Linked DNA regions of Mus musculus: region 1 is linked to region 2. Evidence: chromatin contacts called from public promoter capture Hi-C data. All regions are on one chromosome and are shown on one strand. The core of a region is the stretch at or near the end of the contact, and the rest is flanking DNA. Distances in the headings are between cores, read along the strand shown. Region 1 overlaps Agps (alkylglycerone phosphate synthase). Region 2 holds the start of Hoxd3 (homeobox D3).

Region 1 (4,528 bases), core at 1,850-4,349, 1.2 Mb before region 2:
AGGTGTGCCATGCAGACACAGTACTAATAGCAGACAAGACTGACTTAAACAGAATGATACTACACAGTGAGGAACACTTGGAAATGATAAATAACTGGGAAGACACACAATTATTAAAAGATGGTGCTGATAACAGGAAGTGAAAATATACGACAGAAACTGATACAAATGAAATGGATAATGAATACTTGGAAACCTCAAAACCCCATTTTCAATGATTTAAGAACTAAGCAAAGGTAAGACTGAACAATGATTTAAGTAAATTTGCCCTCATTCATAGACTAAAACATACCATTCAGCAATAGCAGATCGTAAATTCATTTCAGGTATACACACAGTATTCTTCAGGACAGACCACAAACTAGGCGATACAATAAACCTGAGCAGATTTCCAAAGCCTTCCCTAATATAAAATATGTTCCTATTAAATAAAATACCCCCAAAGGCTATGTGTCTAAACCCCTGGTCTCTACCTGTTGAGGCGCTGTTTAGGAGTCTGTGGAACCTTCAGGATCTAAGCAGTGAGAGTTACAGAATGACCCTACTTCTACCCAAGCCTTCTACTTCTTGGTCTATGGCAATATGATCAAGAAGTCCCATGTTCCTGGCACCAGGACTTCAAGTCACTGCCATTACCACAACCCCCTCTCCCCAGCCCTGTGACCAATACAAATGGTTCCTCCCACAAGTAATGTTGTGCCTGGTATTTAGTCAAGATGATAAAAAGGTAACCAGACAACAAACTGGCATCAGGAATGGGGTTTTGCTATACTTGACCATGTGGTTCTCGGGCTCTTGGATATGGTTTGTGAGAAGAACATGGAAGAGTGTGAAGTGGTAGTTTAGAGAGGTCCTAGAATGCCATAAACAAGACTTAACGGATGATTCTAGTAAGAGTTTGGAAGACCAGATGTTAGCCTTACTTAAGAGTATTCCCCATAATTGTCTCCTTCCTGGACTCTGGTTTTCACAGAGACTCCAAGTTAAACAAATAAAATAAATACGATGTGAGCTTGGGTCTAACTTCTTTCTTTTATATGGAATTGCAAGGGATTCAGAATAGTCAGGGGGGTTAAAAAAAAAAAAAAAAAAAAAAAAACAGGTCTCAAAGGCCTCACACCTCAGCTGCAAGATATAGAGAAAGCAAGCTGGAACTATTCAAGTGCTGTTAGAAAAAGCATCAACAGTCTAATCTAGCTGTGAACCCTATGAACTACAAAAAAAAAACTATCAGGAAAAATATGCCCACCTGTGCAATCACTCCATAAGAGGAAACCCATGCTATTTAATATTAAAAAGCAAGTATTTTCCTGAACAAATAAAGCCTCACATAAATTGAAAATATACTCTCAGGTAACTTCATTATTAAGAGAAAGTGTCAAAAAGAGTTAATGGGGATCGAGGGAGGGGTCACTGGTTAAGAGCACTGGCTGATCATTCAGAGGTCCTAGGTTTAATTCCCAACACTCACAATTCCAGGGCACCCAATACTTTCTTCTGGCCTCCACAGGCATCGCATATACATGGTGCACAGAAACATATGCAAAGACACATACACATAAAATTAAAAATAAAGGGGCACAAAAAGAATGGTGTCACCTGATTCTGAATCTGTCCTCTCCCTGTCCTCCCTGTACAAGGCCTATGACTTCAATTTTAGGAAAAAAAAAAGATTAAATAAATAAAACAAAATGCCCTATAAACTTTAAATTACCTCTAAGCAAAGATAAAAAGAAAAGCTTCCCTTCGACCTACTGTAGTTCTCAACACTAAAGGACTGCAAGTGTGAGAAGGACTGAAGGGATGCTTAAGCAGTTGACCACACAACAGAGCTGAGGGCAGAGGGGTCAATGGCTAACACCTGAAATCCCAGCATCTGGAAAACTGAGTCAAGAGGATTATAAATTTAAGACCATTCAGAGCCACACAGTAAATGCCAAGCCAGCCTAGGCTGAAGGGTAAGACCCTCTAAAAACAAGCAGACAAATAAATAAACAAAAACCAAAAAAACAGGAGCACAGGAAGATTAAAAAAAATAAAGTACAGCAATTTAAGGGACAAAGAAAATACATACAAAAGACCTTCATACAACAATAGTGCCAAAATATTATATAAAATCATAATCCTATACAGGTCCTAGAGAGGACCACATACCTATAAGGAATTGTGAAAAGGGCTAAGAAGCAAGTCAGGCATGGTAGTGCACGCCTTTAATCCTAGCACGCAGGAGACAGAGTCACGCAGATCTGAGCTTGAGGCCAGACTGGTCTTCATACAAGTTCTAAGACAATCAGAACTACATAATAAAGACCCTGTCTCAAAAAAAAAAAAAAAAAAAAAAAAAGAAGAACTACAAAGAAGAAAATGGTATGAATCAAGAAGAGCAATACTGATGAAGCAAGGAGACTGTGTGCACACATGTGTTCACCCTCAAGCATACACACAAAGCAAAGGTACTCACGCACCCACCTACCCACAACCTATCACCTACACACCCAGACACACCTACCTACCTGTACACATAAACCAACCCCCACAGCTACCACCACCACCATCACAAATAGCTAATCTATCATCAAATACTTGATATGATCTCTACCATGTCATTAGCAGACATTGTTGTTTGTTCTTTCTTTGTTGTTACTGTCAAAGATCAGAACTGATTGATAGGTTACTTCTTTACCAATGAAATGAACCAATTCAAGCTGAGTTAGAATATATTAAAGGCACTGGCCCTAAAGATGAAAGCCAAGGAAGAAGGGGAAGGGGAAGAAAGAGAGAAAGGGGGTATGTGCAAAGAAGAGAGAGGGGAGAGAGTAAGAAAGAGACCAAAATATCTGGATTATATAGAGAAGAACCTCTCAGCTGAAATTTTCAAGGTTGGGAGCAGGAACTAAGGGATGCTGGGAGAACCTGGAAGACAGGTCTGCTTTGATATGTAAAATATGCACCTCAGTCCCCAGTCCCAGGTCCTAAACCAAACACCAATGCATGAATGCCTTAATTATTTGTGAGGCTGAAAAGCACTGCAAAGTGGGTGGGGGTGGGGCTGCCTGGAACAAGAGTGCGGTCAAGGCTTGTCTAAAATCTCATCTTGAGCCTGCCAGAAGTTGGACCATTTCCGCCTTGTTCTGGGCCTCCATGTCCCTGCTCACATAGCCTTACAAGCCCTACATCTGCCAACCTTGAGGTAATCAAGTAGCCTGGTGGCCTGGTTACAGGTTAAACTTCTTTTCTCCTCATAAGGTCACATTCCAGTGTGATGGCTTGTACATGCTTGGCCCAGGGAGGGGCACTGTTGGGAGGTGTGGCCTTGTTAGAGTAGGTGTAGCCTCTTGGGTGTAGGCTTTAATACCCTTGTCCTAGCTGACTAAGAGCCAGTATTGTGCTAGCAGCCTTCAGATGAAGGAGTAGAACATGCCTGCCTGACTGCTGCCATGTTCCTGCCTTGATGATAATGGACTGAACCTCTGAACCTGTAAGCCAGCCCCAATTAAATGTTGTCCTTATAAGAGCTGACTGGTTATGGTGTCTGTTCACAGCAGAAAAACCCTAACTCCAGCAAGCACCTGGGATTCTTCAAATAAGTCATTCCCAGGCATTCCCACCACCTTGGCCCCACCCAAAGATATACATTCACCCCAAAGCCTCTACCCACTCCCCAAAGGATTTAAATGGCCTTTGTCCCCCCACCCCCCACTTAAATGAGCTGCTCAATGAGAAGTCAGTTGGTTTTTCATCTTGCTCACTGCAGAAGTCTCCTCACTGCCCTCCAACTTCCTACCCACCACCCCAAGCAGAGTAGGAACAACAGTTATTATAAGTGTTCTTTCATTTCTGAATATAACACTAAATGTTTCCAAACTCTATCTGTTCAACTCAAACCATCTTTTGAAGTAAGCAATGAGTTCTTTAGCTAAGTTAGAAACACTTTGTTTAAATTTATCATATTTCTCTAAATTTAAGGGATGTTCCTATTCCACAATCTGAAAAACAGGCCCAAGTTTACTCATACCATTCCCTTCTGTGTTTACTCGACAGCTTGCAAAACAGAAGGAATTACACATTTGGAAGATCTGAAGAATGGCATTCTAGCCTATCCAATATTAGCAAGCAAACAATGCATATTACTTACAAAATAAAAATTTAAATGACAAACAAAAGTTTAAAAGATACACGAATAATGGAATTTAAAGCAGTTTCTAAAATCATCCAACACTAAGTAATAAAACACATAATTATAGGAAAACAAGAGAGAAAGAAAATGCTTTGTCAGCCTGATAGAATTTAACTGTAATATACAAAGTTAAAATATTTAACCACTGTTTTTAAGATTCACTAAAAATTTTGAAAATAAAAACAAACAAAAAAAATCACACTGTCATTAGAAATATATAAGACTAAAGTGTAGAAGAAAACTGAGTAAGTCATTCTCAGAAAACCCTTATGAATTAAAATCTTTATGAATTAAAACATAGTAAGTCATAAAAACTCATTACTCTTTACATATATAAAGCATACCATTCTT
Region 2 (4,335 bases), core at 682-3,181:
ACCCCAAACCTACAACTTGGCCAGCCGAGCATCCAGCCCACCCCAGCCCCACCCAGCCTCAGAACTCCAAGTCCACCCCCAGCCCCACCCAGACTCAGGCCATCAAGTCTTTGAGCCCCACCCAACTTCAATGAACCTAGCTAGCTGCAGGGCCTATGGACGCAGTCAAGGAGCTTGTTTTTCCAAAGGGAATGTTTCCTCTTACTCTCAGCGTCATCAATGTGTAATAGGGAACTGCTTACAAGATACAGACGCTCCGAATAAAAATAAAATAAGAAACAAAAACCCACTCCAGAGACAGTGAGCCCTCTGAGTTACCGACCCAGAACAATTCTGCAGACATCAACTGGTCCTCCATTTTGAAATGAGAGTGATTCCATCCTTAATTACTAAAAACACCTTTCTACAAACATATCACCTATTGTTCACAAGTATTTGTACAGCCAACACTGTTATACTGGAATATCTGGGCAAACAATAAGGATTTGTCGATAAGCACGTTGGGGACTATGGCCCACCGCCATGTGCAGTCTTATGCGCAATGCGGCAGATTGTCTAAGGTTTCAATGTTTCCCTATGTGTTCCTGAAGGAACAGGAAATAGGGGTTTCAAAGTGCATCGTCAAATGCCATCCAAAATTTTGGGGAGTGAAACAACATTATGTTCTGCAAAGATTTTCTTTTTCTTTCTTTCTTTTTTTTTCCTGTGTGTTTGGTTCAGTAGTTTCGAAATAAGGGAAATATTGCAGTATGGTGTTTATTGGAAAATGGAAAAAAAAACACAACGCATTTGGAAAGCAAAAAGATCTACTCTTTCATTACTCTGACAAATGAGAAACACACGCGATGTTTGAACGCCGAAATGCCTCACATTTCTCAAATATCTATTGGGTTTATCCTAAAACCTGTACCAGATTTTCTGATATTACTTCCCATAGCAAACATCCATTTGTGACATAAAATAGTCCAAATTCACCTGACACATTATCAGATGCAGGAAGAACCTAGCTTGGGTTATTATTACCATTTTCCCCTTAAGAATTAGAGAAATGTTTTTAAATAATTAAAGCGTCTTTATACACAAGGCCCAATAAAATATAGATCCTAAAAATTGGCCTCACCCATGAAAGACATCCTGAATACACCGAAGTCTCCCCACCCCCACCCACGACCCAACCCTCGAAAAACACCTGTTAACCTAGGGTAGTTCTGACCACCATCAAACCACAGAAACACGGTATTCTATACCATACGAAACCTTTACTGACCCCACCCCTCACCCCCCAGCCCCAGCCAAGCTGAGGAGTCCAGAAACCATTTTCACATTCTTCTTCACAGGGCGGATTGGGGGAGGGGAGCTCGGGATCTGCGGGTTTCCAAGTCAAGGGATCTCTGAGGGGGTGGGGTGAGGTGAGAGACACGAAGGAGTCCCCAATGCACTTTTGAGCCTAGCAGGACCCTACCTCGAGCCCCAAGGGACATACTTTAGGGACGAGGATGCAGAGAGCGATCCCCAGGTTCTTGAATAACGCGGGGAGCTGGGGAAGTGGCACCCATTGCCCGAGGCGGTGGAGCGGGCAGCTCCTGCGCCAGCAGGGTGGCTCTTACCCGGAGGGTGCCGAACTGCGGGCGGTCGGCCCGGACTGTGGCTGGAATCCATCCGGCGCTGCCCGGCTGCGCTCACCATCCTCGGCAGGTTTGGGCTCATGTTGCTGGAGGGATCGGGTAGGAAGCTCGGGACCAGGGTTGAAGCAGGCGGTCGGCTCCCTGCTGGAGTGTGAGAGGCGGCTGGTGGCTCGGCGCCCGGGGCTCCTTCCGGGCTCCCCGCCGGCTCTGGAAGCGGCCGCAATCGCGACCGGGGGCGAGCTGCGGTGGAGTCGCGGCGGGAGCCCAGGCCGCTGCGGACCACGCGATCCCGCAGCCGGCGACTAGAGCCCACCTCTGCAGAGACAAAGGTTAGAAAAAGAGGGGGTGAGGCTCTGGGAAAGCAGAATGCGGGGGCAAATTCGCCTGGGAAATCAGGAAAAAGGCCGTGAAGGCGAGCGGCGCCTGCACATGACCAGCCGCAGCCAATGACGACCGCAAATAGGTCATAAAAAGGTCTATTACCAAGTTGTAAATTTTCTTCAAACAAAAAGGAATTTACTGCAATTCCTTGCGGATTTTGCACATACAGCTCGCGAGCGCCATGTTTTTCCTCTTCTCTTTCTCTCTCTCTCTCCTCTCTCTCCTCTCTCTCTCTCTCTCTCTCTCTCTCTCTCTCTCTCTCTCTCTCTCTCCTTACTACCTCTCCTCTTTTTATCTTCTTTTCTTTTCCTTTCTCTTCGGAATCCCTTTCCTCTCTTCTCTCTCTCTCTCTCTCTCTCTCTCTCTCTCTCTCTCTCTCTCTCTCCTCTCTGTGTGTCAGTTCTCTCTCGTTCTGTCTCTGTCTGTCTCTGTGCCTCCCCCCCCCTCTTTCACACACACACACACACACACACACACACACACACACACACACACGCACGCGCGCACGCACCACACCTTTTCTAGGAATTACTGGGCATTTTTGGTTTTGTTTGGCTCAAAACGTCTGTGCAATTGGCCGCCATGTGGGAGGGAAATGAGACCAGGCAGTGCTTAAGCTCCGGGGATGTCATCCCACAGCGCCTCCCCCAGTCCCAAGTCTGCCCCCCCCCCCAACGTTGGTCACTTGGCTACTCTCTTCCTCTCCCTCACAAAAAAACACTTGTCCAGAAGGAAAGCAGGCACTCTCAGTTTTTACCCGCTCATTTCAGGAAAGCCACATCCCAATACTTTACCCAGAAAACGGGGCTGTTTAGGCCAAGAGAGCACATTCATTTGCCACTTGGCTCCAACTTAAATTAGGGTCCCTCCCGCCTCCTACGTGTTTCTGTGGTGGGGGAGCAACCACTCATCCCAAAGGCTGTGAATGGTTTGGGATACTTGTCTACCTCTCTGAAATACCATTTTGAGCACCCACGATTGGGCTTTTAATCTATTGCCACAGAAAGGAAATTCCCCCCCCCCCCCATCCCTCACTTTAGGTCCTCGATCAATTCTTGCTTATTGGGGAAGTTAGTACTAGTCCTCTCTGCTCTTTCTTCAATCATTTCAGCCCCTGGCCTCCATGTTTGACCATTGAAAAACGCTCAATGCAGCTCTGGGAAGGGAAGGAGTTTTATCTGTTCTTGAAAAGAACAATCTAGGAAAAAAAAAATTCCTCAAAGGTTGGAGTGGTATCACCTTTGTATTGTCAGTGGGAAGCTCTCTGGGGAGCTCACCTGAAAGTCAATGGTATTGCAGGTTCCTCTCAGGAGCACTGCGACCAGAGCCTGCCTGACAGGGACCACTATCCTGCTCAGTCATTTTCAGAACAGTCTAGCAAGGTGTTTCTGAGTATCCGCATTAGATGTTGGAGCTCTAAGTTACTAGTGGAGATGAACTGAAGCATAGCGCCCCTTTGTGCAGGTCATTTGTATCCTAAGAGAAAGTTCTCATGAACTTGGATAATTTTAATTAAAGGGTTTCTGCCACCATCTGTCAGCAAAATTCTTAATTCTTGAAAAGGCCAGTGGGCTCTAATTTTGCTGGTCCATTAAAATGGTTTTTTTTTCCTCTCTCTTTCCCTTTCCACCTCTAGACACCCAAGGATTCAGCAAACATCCAAGATATGGAGGAGACACTAGATGTGAATTCTTATGCAGTGAATTAAACAATATGTTATTACACAAGGAAATGGGCAAGCTGGTGCTTATTCCCTGGTCGATACACATAGAAGTGGGTAAAGAGATTGTTCAATTCTAAAACATTCTAAAAATTAATCTCAATTTGCCTCTGTATCATCTGCCCTCTATCCAAATAAAAGCAGAGCTTATCCCATGCCCTTTCAGCCTGGGGGAAATGAGGGATGGGGAGAGACTGCAGAGAGAGGCAGCCATGTTGTGCTGTTTGTCTGCTGTGCAGAGGCAAGCAATAGGACTCGGAAAATGGAATCCTAGAACCGACTTTTCTCTAAAAGGGAGGAACCACCACACCCTCTTTTTGTCTGTGGCTCCGGTGTTGTCACTCAGAAGGCTTTTCTCTTGTAGCCAGTGTTCACATTGAGGGGCCCTTGATTTTTGTGGAATTACAGACTTTGCTAGGTCTCAGGATAGAAAAGCGCCACCTGGTTTTACAAGGTCTCTGGAGGTTTATGTAAATTTGTGCAGCAAAAAAAAAAAAAAAAAAAAAAAAAAAAGTTCCTTTCTTGCTGCAGTGCTTGACTGTTTACAGAGCTGAACCAATCAGAAAGGCACCTTGCCTGCTTCCCCACTAGTCCCTCCCCACTGAGATG

Evidence for each region. Promoter capture Hi-C pulls out the DNA fragments that hold promoters and counts their contacts.
Region 1: a promoter capture Hi-C map of frontonasal cranial neural crest shows a contact between it and region 2, with 6 times the contacts expected there. The contact joins the enhancer-like site here to the promoter of Hoxd3 in region 2. A contact is called at or near these places in 8 of 39 promoter capture datasets (the C10 cell line, cranial neural crest, embryonic stem cells and 4 more), 3 of 484 Hi-C or Micro-C datasets (cerebral cortex, cortical neurons and palatal mesenchyme) and 1 of 115 datasets of contacts at active chromatin or transcription factors (embryonic stem cells).

Annotation. Positions count from the first base shown.
Region 1 is chr2:75,868,507-75,873,034 of GRCm38.p6, reverse strand. All of the region lies in intron 10 of Agps (alkylglycerone phosphate synthase), which reads right to left. Among named protein-coding and RNA genes, the nearest start is that of Gm34861, 39 kb to the right of the region's middle. Within about 2 kb of position 3,099, at least 24 of the 459 cell types and tissues checked have an H3K27ac peak or open chromatin away from gene starts, as enhancers often do. A contact at or near this core is called in embryonic stem cells, where this site is marked.
Region 2 is chr2:74,709,589-74,713,923 of GRCm38.p6, reverse strand. It overlaps Hoxd3 (homeobox D3), which reads right to left and starts at 1,931. Exons shown (of 3, transcript NM_010468.2): 1 at 1,608-1,931. Gm38462 (predicted gene, 38462) reads left to right here and starts at 1,866. Exons shown (of 2, transcript NR_164327.1): 1 at 1,866-1,954. It overlaps Hoxd3os1 (homeobox D3, opposite strand 1), which reads left to right. Exons shown (of 3, transcript NR_027899.1): 3 at 3,643-3,880.